3 separate regions of the Rattus norvegicus genome follow, and regions 1 and 3 are each linked to region 2. Evidence: chromatin contacts called from public Hi-C data. All regions are on one chromosome and are shown on one strand. The core of a region is the stretch at or near the end of the contact, and the rest is flanking DNA. Distances in the headings are between cores, read along the strand shown. Region 1 holds the start of Ccdc146 (coiled-coil domain containing 146). Region 2 overlaps Ccdc146 (coiled-coil domain containing 146). Region 3 overlaps Gsap (gamma-secretase activating protein).

Evidence for each region. A called contact is a pair of places that touch in the nucleus more often than the background predicts.
Region 1: a contact with region 2 is called in a Hi-C map of Schwann cells, with 6 times the contacts expected there. The contact joins the promoter of Ccdc146 here to the enhancer-like site in region 2. A contact is called at or near these places in 6 of 12 Hi-C or Micro-C datasets (the A7r5 cell line, the Rat2 cell line, Schwann cells and 3 more).
Region 3: a Hi-C map of Schwann cells shows a contact between it and region 2, with 7 times the contacts expected there. The contact joins two enhancer-like sites. A contact is called at or near these places in 3 of 12 Hi-C or Micro-C datasets (the A7r5 cell line, the Rat2 cell line and Schwann cells).

Annotation. Positions count from the first base shown.
Region 1 is chr4:14,554,079-14,556,778 of GRCr8, forward strand. Ccdc146 (coiled-coil domain containing 146) reads left to right here and starts at 1,332. Exons shown (of 19, transcript NM_001419502.1): 1 at 1,332-1,430. It overlaps Fam185a (family with sequence similarity 185, member A), which reads right to left and starts at 1,089. Exons shown (of 8, transcript NM_001395612.1): 1 at 430-1,089. The coding sequence starts at 838.
Region 2 is chr4:14,638,792-14,641,491 of GRCr8, forward strand. All of the region lies in intron 4 of Ccdc146 (coiled-coil domain containing 146), which reads left to right. Among named protein-coding and RNA genes, the nearest start is that of Fgl2, 32 kb to the left of the region's middle. Within about 2 kb of position 1,345, at least 10 of the 93 cell types and tissues checked have an H3K27ac peak or open chromatin away from gene starts, as enhancers often do. A contact at or near this core is called in Schwann cells, where this site is marked.
Region 3 is chr4:14,720,783-14,723,482 of GRCr8, forward strand. Gsap (gamma-secretase activating protein) reads right to left here. Exons shown (of 31, transcript NM_001395028.2): 20 at 2,447-2,575; 21 at 1,677-1,735; 22 at 999-1,030. Among named protein-coding and RNA genes, the nearest start is that of Gsap, 78 kb to the right of the region's middle. Within about 2 kb of position 1,404, at least 16 of the 93 cell types and tissues checked have an H3K27ac peak or open chromatin away from gene starts, as enhancers often do. A contact at or near this core is called in Schwann cells, where this site is marked.

The DNA.
Region 1 (2,700 bases), core at 82-2,581, 85 kb before region 2:
TTGCTTCAAAGTTTGTTATTCCCAGAGAATTTACTCATGCCTACATGAATACACATACTTTCCTGGGAGCCTGTTGGAAAGCAAGTATTTTTTCCTACGTTAGCTGGACGCCTCTATACATAGAGTTGACTAGGGACCAGAGCCCCAAGATGTGGACTACCAAACCACTGGATAGTTATCAGGAAACCTCAACACTGAACGATGCTAATGGCTGTGACAAAAAAGAACATGGGGCTCCACAATGTAATTAGATTCAGATTGTTCCAATACAAGCTTCCATTCAGTTTTAATTTTCCTCCGGAATCGGGAATCTAACGCTTAAACACTACTCAGGAACCCAGGAGTGTGGCTTTAGAAAAGAGATCCCCGGAAAGGGCCAACTAGGTGAGACGGTATTTTGCGACCCAAACCCGTTTTCACATCACTTGCCAAATTTGACGGGTGCGTTCACCTCCACCGACGCCTCGGGATCAATGTCGTCTGACAGAATGGCCATCTCCTGCAGAGCAGCGTCATACTTGACCTGCAGGCTGTCTAGGCCACGCGTCCCGCTCCCCACGCCGCTCACCGCCACTAGCACGCGGTCGCCGTCCGGGTGCGCGAGGGGATCCAGGGGCCTCACGGACAGGTGGCATGGGAGCCGCGCCCTCAGCCGCCCAAACGGGCTCACCCTCAGCGTCCACTCCCTCAGATCCCCGCGTGCCAGGCCGGCCCCAGGGTTCGCGGGCACCGAGCCCCGCCGCTCGGCCCCACCGGAGCCGCATGTCCGGGTCCCCAGAGCTCCGAACAAGGCGCCCGCCCGCACCCGGGACGCGCAAGGAGGGAGGCGGCCGAACATGCTCTCCCTCGGAACCCTTCAGCCTCGGCTCGCGGGTCCTGAGACAGCCCGAAACACGAGCTGCCTCGGGCCAGTCAGAAAGGCGACCGTAAGCACGGTTCCGCTGAGGAAGAACGAGCCAAGTCCCAGCACAGCACTTAACGACTTAAATCTCAGCCTCAAAACGATGCCGGTAGGAAAATTAAAACGTCAAAGCGTCCTGTTGAAGCCCTGACCCTGACTAGCCACCTATTTCCGCCCCTTTGGCGGAGGCCGTCGGGAGATGTAGTTTTAAAGGAGCCAAACATTGAGGGGTTCTGGTAGCTTTGAAACTACATATCCCATGAGACAATGCGACGAATAGGCAGAGTGACAAGAGCCGATTGGTAGAGAAGTCCCTGTTGCGTTCCTGTTGCTTCAAGCCCATTGGCCAAGAGATCAGAGAAAGAAAAAAAAAAAACCTTAATCTAACTGACCAATGGAAAGGTAATATTTCAGCTGTGTGGTTACTTTGGATACGGAGAACGCGACTCTGGAGAGGGTGGAGTTTTGAAGTGAGACCCCAGAGACCAAAACACACGGAGAAAAATAAGAATCAGGACAAAAAGAAAGGGTAAGAAGCACCATGTTTATAGATGGGAATTAGATTCAAAGTTAGGAATACCCTCTTTAGATGGCTAGAACCAAACATCACCAAACTAATGTGGGTCCCTTGGAATAGAGAATCCCCCTAGCAAGAGAGGATAGACACATTCTGTTGTTTCCTCCCTTCTCAGCCCTTTAAGGAAACTACCTCTTAGAAAATACTAGATTGGAAAAGTGTTAGAATCCTGGCTCTTTCTTAATTGTAAGTGACCTTAGGTCAGTCATTGGTTGCCTTAGGGTCTTAACTGTTTGCATGTAAAATGACGTTTTTCTTGCATCGTGTTAAAGGTTTCTTTTTTCTTTTTTCCCACAAGTATCAAATGAAACAATGGACAACAAAGATGTACGGTCTACAAAACGATTAAAGTATTTTAGGAATGACATATTTCTAAGTTGCTAAGAGATTTGGAGACAATTGAACTTGTTTAGAGAGCAATCTAGAGCTCTTTCCCTGCAACTGATCCTTGGCCTTAGTGATAAAATAAAATCTCTCTCTCTCTCTCTCTCTCTCTCTCTCTCTCTCTCTCTCTCTCTCTCTCCCTCTCTTCCTCCTCTCTAAGATAATAAGACATGTTAGGAGATGTCAGATTATTTTCATGGCCTTAGTTTTGATATATAGACTGTGCTAAATAACTCTAGAAGTTAACTCTTTTCTGTTTATTATTCAGTAGGCAGTAAAGATAATGGAAAATGTGGGCTGTGGACATGATTTCATCCATACTTGCCTACTCTTCTCCCCCTTTCTCCACAGTCTTCAAATAATTCCCTAATTCCCTCACATACAGATTTAACTAATTCTAAGTCTAATGTGGTGGTGTTCACTTGTAGTTTTTCGGAATTTGGGAAGTCTAAGCAGGAGGATCTCAGATCTGAGGTCCACCTGGACTATATACTGAGAGCTCTGTCTCAAATAGAGTACAAAATAAATAAATAAAATGATACCTTTAAAGATTGGAACTCTCAGCCAAACATGTGACCCTCTCAATTCTTGGAACCTAGAATGATAGAGCGATAGGTATAAAGTCCTTGCCAGTGTCCGTGTTATTCTCTTAGTGACGACTATGGTAGTGGTGATGGCACTGTGGCAGCCCAGCCCTTCTGTCAGCCGTCTGAGAAACCCCCTGTCCTTAAGGACTTCCACTGAGGAAAAACCTACTCTTGACTCTGCAGGAAAAAAAATGTTGGGAGAAGCTAGTGTGAAAGAGGGTTGATTCAAAAGAGATTCTAAACACAGGTTT
Region 2 (2,700 bases), core at 95-2,594:
AGCAAGGACTTGGCACCTCCTTGCTCCCCTGCCTCTTTTGTCTCTGTATCTGTCATCCTGTCCCCTGGATAGTGGTGGCTCCTGACTATACCCCATCATGCTGCTAGGCACCTAGGTCATATCTCCCCCACTTTACCTTCTAACACGGCAGCCACAGGATCCTGTAAGTTAACCTTTGTCTCCTCTTACTGAAGAAAAGGTGACACCCTCACAGAAGATCCATTGGCTTATTCAGACCTAGAGGGGAGTCACTTAGTGAAGCAAAGCAGGGACCAGTGGGAGGGTAAACTTTTCCCCAAATCCCTGTCCTGTTTCCATGAAGTTCGGCTTGCCCCACTGCATGGTGACTGTAATTTTGAGTTGTGGTGTGCTGGGCGCTGCGTCTGGGTACTGGGAAGAAAGTCCAACCTGCCCTCCTAGAATCTGTTGCTATTTAAGGTGGCAGCGTTTTGGCTATTTTTAACAGTATGTAGACTTCAGACAGTGCAAACACAATTCAGCCCTGCGTGGAGACAACAAATGCCTGAGCAGCTTCCAGAAAACCATGTGGACCCCGGATCTTGAGATCTTTCCTTGTTGCTTAAGTTTTTCAACTGAGGGTTAGATAAAGGAAGCAGTTTAAATGAACAGAATTCTATTCAGAAAGAAAAAAAGTCAGGCAGCTTTTCTCTGTGTGTCCTTCAGTGTAAACTTGTTCAAACTCTCCAGATAGAACTATAAAAGGAAAGCAGCTGTTTCCACGAGCACTCTTTTCAGCCGAAGAGACAATGAAACTAAAACAATTGGGGCTTGTTCATTAGTCTTGCAAATAGGAATTCGTGACATTTTGTGAAAGGGTACGGAACACATAAGTCAGCTGGTTTTTAAATTGTTTAAAATTTCCAAGTATTCCTGCCAAGAAAGGAGAATTGGGGGGGGGTGCGCTTTTTAGGTATAGACAGGCAAACCGTCCTCCCCCCACCCCCAGCTCCTTAGGATGCTGTGTTACCACTCACGCCGAATGAGAACAGCCAAAAGCATGTGGTACCTTAGGCTGAGCAGACCCCCTTGTATCCTCAAATATCAACGGCTCTGGAATTAATAAGCTCATTTCCATAAAGACAATTTTGTTAGCACAGGGAATTCCAGGCAAGAATAATGGGCTGTGTTTGCTCCGTTGCCTTCACACTTGATAGTCCATGGTACAGAAATAAATCCACTCAACACGCCCGGGGAAAAAGTAGGCATTTCCACCCATAGATAAAAATAAGCAAAGCCAAGGAGAGAAAGCTATTCATCCAAGCATACAGACGATGTTTGTCAGTTCAGCACAGTAAGCTCTCATTATACACCTAACAATACCAAGTGCCCAACACCCCCACCCCAGCATCTTCAGGAACGTCTGAGTCACTGGCCACTGACAAGAGCAACATCAGGTTGCTTCTCTTTTGGCTGCTCTCCTCCTGGCTGCTGCCGCTGCCAGCTCCTCCTCCTCCTCCTCCTCCTCCTCCTCCTCCTCCTCCTCCTCCTCCTCATCTGCCGCTTTCCTTTTCTTATACTGTTTGCGACAGCGTCTCACTAAGTAGTCCAGGATGGCCTCAAAGACACAAAGATCCCCCTGCCTCTGCCTCTGCCTCTGCCTCTGCCTCTGCCTCTGCCTCTGCCTCTGCCTCTGCCTCTGCCTCTGCCTCTGCCTCTGCCTCTGCCTCTGCCTCTGCCTCTGCCTCTGCCTCTGCCTCTGCCTCTGCCTCTGCCTCTGCCTCTGCCTCTGCCTCTGCCTCTGCCTCTGCCTCTGCCTCTGCCTCTGCCTCTGCCTCTGCCTCTGCCTCTGCCTCTGGCCCAACAACCGTTTTCACATAGAATAAGCTTTTTAATAGATGCTAATGGTCAGTAACTTGTTTTGATTTAGTTAATAATTAAATCTGTGTTACACAGGTTTAGTTTAGGGCTCATACTCACAGCTGATCTTTTGGTAAATACACTTCAGGAAGAAAATGTGTACCATGTTTAAGTGAGCTAAGTAAATATAGGTAAATAGGTAGTTAAACTCATGCTGCAGGGAGCTTATTTTGCAACCAAGGAAGTCATTAATTTTCTAAAAGCTTTCTCTGATAAAAAGTTCCAATATGTTCTCCAATGTTCCCCTTTTCTGTTGCCTTTTGAGTCTCCCTGGTTTCCAGTAATCCCTAAAATTTGGGCAGTCGGTACAATGTGTCTCTCAGTCTGACTCTGACATATTCTGGCAAGCCTTGGTCAGTTGGGGAAGCGAGGCTGTGACTGATCAGTGACCTTCCTCATGGTATGGACTGGGAGAGCTCTGACACTTGAGCCGGGCATGTGCAGGGATGTCCTGGCGTCTGGATGACTCAGTTCCAGTGACTAGTGATTGCAGCCGTCAGGCAGGCTTGCTCAGTTAGGAGAGGACAAGGGTGAGGAACCATAACTCTCCCCTCTGGTCTCAGCAAAGACCTTTTCTGAATCGCTGCTTTGATGTCCCGTTGTACCTGACCAATCTATCTCCTGTTCTTGCCCAAAGAATCAGAAGTGATGTTTATAAACGCTAATTTATTATAGGAGTAATGTGTTCCATTGTGGCGTTTTCATGCAAACGTATCATTATACTTTGTCTTAGTCCTGTGTCCTATGTCCCTCGCCCTCAGTGAGGTGATTTTAGCAACACCAGTAGAGTCCTTGAGAGAGAAGAGATGACACAGCGTGAGC
Region 3 (2,700 bases), core at 154-2,653, 82 kb after region 2:
TGGATCTCACACATTATGCCCTGTCTGGTAGGGTATAGTCCCTGGTTATAGGCAAGGATGGTCTCTTCAGGCTGAGGTCAGTTCCCTGTAGAGAAAAGCCACCTTCACGGTTCACTGGGCTGTGTATACAGCTGTTAGGCTTGCTGCTACACCATTTCCAAGTTAAATGTTCGTTACGGTCCCCACACGTATGAAAAACATCCAAGCCCATAAGACAGGAGTAGATAAAAACAGTTTCCTGAGGCCAGCCTTCATGAAGCATGATCAATATCGCCAAGGCCTGGGCCTGGGTATATTCACTGTTCTCCCTCCATTATCACAGAGTAAACCTCCTTGCCTGTGGAGACTTAAACCTCCCAAGACTCCCTCTCTCCTCCATCAAGGGAAGGGGTCCAGCCTACACCCCTTGTTCCCTACACTAGACACTGACTAGGTATTCTCTAATGGACTCTGTCCTTTCCCCTCATGCTAGCTAGCCCCAAGGACAAGGTTCAGGCGCTTATGGTTGGCATGTGGCAGCTGGCTCTAGACTCCAAGATGGTGTCCACCCACAGAACCACACTGCTTATCCAATGACCCATCTTTGCTCCCCTGGGACCAAGCCCAGGGTTAAGACCTGATGTGAACCAAATGGATGGGACATGTAAGTCAAAGTCTCTATGCAATGAGACAGCTGGAGAAGCAGCAGCTCCTGCAAGAGAACACCAAGTGCACCCGGTGGATACAGCCAGGGGCCAGGCTAAGAGATCAGCGCTGAGAGGAGAAGTGGGAAAACCAGAAGACTCCATCAGCAAACACACTCAGAGGCTCACCCTGGAGGTCCTGATACTAAGACAGATATTGAAATGGTATGTAGCAACTGTGACAGGGTGATATTAAGAGCGTTTGCTATCCATGGCACCCTATTATGTGGCTGGGAGTGATTTTCTTGCCAACCCATTGGTTAGGAAGAAAAATGTTACAAGCAAAGCACGGACTTTAACACAGGTCTTTCTTACCGAATGTTTTCATTTCCATGTTAGAAATCACCCTGCAAAAGTTTATTAAGAAAAATGTTAGGTGTTTCCCCCAGTTAGTGTTTATTTTAGTGTTTATCTCTACAACAGAAGCATCATGTTAAAACCTTCGATCCACAGCACCGTGCAGAGATGTCTCCCCTTTAAAGCCCCACAAAACCACTGCAGAAACTGTCCTCTGGCTACCCGAAAACTTTAATCAGTATACCGAGAGGCACACAACCCCAAATCCCAAAGGCCTTCAGAGCCAACAACAGCAGGTTATTTAGAAAATAAGCTCTCAGTTATTGGAAATAACGAAGGCTAAAAACAGAACAGGGGTTGGAATGAGGCCTGCACTTTCAGCCCTCGGCGATGACTCATCCACCCAGAGAAAACGCTTTCAAAATAAGAGCAGGTCCCGCCAACACAGCCCACCAACCGTTCAAACAAAGCGACCTGCTGCGTCTTCCGTTCTCAGAGGTACTCGCTGATAAAAGCCCCCTTGACCGTTTATCCATGACAAGTCGCCAGTTTTAGGCTGAGTGTCTAGAGAGGCATTTCCCGAGAGACACCCCAGCGCCCAGTGGTCTACAGGAAGCCAAGGGCAGCAGTTGACTGAGAGAATACCCTGCGGGCAGCCAACCGGGCCCACGATAGGCAGCCTCTGATCGTACTCACTTCACAGCGTTGTCAAGAATGTTCCTCACGTACATTGTGGACCTCCTTTTTCCCGTTCTCTAGGGGTGAGAACATGTGAGGATTGAGGAAGACTGAATTTTCGTGGATAGCTTTTTCGTTAGTAGCAAGAACAAATAGCAATATAGTTAAGGGTTGGAAACTAATATTATTTCCCACGTAAGAAGAGCAGCTGCTTATTCTCAGAGGACTCAATACGGCAGCAGTGCAGGGGTCCTAGGCATTCCACCTAAGCTCTGTCAATGTTTCTGTCTGATATAGCCACACTACAATACCACAGTCAGGAAATGGATATGGTACACTGTGTGTGTAGTTCTAGGCCATTTCACCATGTGTGTAGCTTTACTACAGTGTACCGCCATGATCAAAACACAGAACTATCTCATTTTCCCAAAGAGCACCCCCTATGACCAATCCCTTTACAGTCTGCCTCATCAACTCTTTCTCCTCCCAACCTCTGGCAAACACTAACTGGGGGAACACCTAACATTTTTCTTAATAAACTTTTAGCTATTCAAGTAACCTAACAATGTCTGAGACGTGATCGTACTCATTACTTTTCTACTATGAGTGAGTCACGTGTCCCTTCTTTCCATTACTCCAGCTTCTCCTCAAAGAACAGGCAGTATAGAGCAGTCCTCCCTGCCCACTGGGTTTCACTGGGGTGATATGCGTGGTGACAGAGGACAGCATGGCCAGCATGGGCCAGCCTTGCGGCTCAGCCTCTGCTGCTAGCCGTGTGTGTGACTCACCTCTTCAGAGATCAGGTTATGCCACTCTCTCCTCACGACGCTGTTGTGGTAGTGCAGGTGAGGCTTGGTGTACTTAATATACTCGAGGTTGGAGTTCAGCTTTGCCCAGTACCCCTTCAAGCTGTAGACCTGGAGACAAAAACAGCATTAGCTTGAAAAGCAGGCACCGTGGTCTCTCCTGTAGTAGGGACCACATCTCGTTCCATGCCTCTCGGGTGTTGGCATTTCTGAGCAACTCCATGTTTCACAGAACA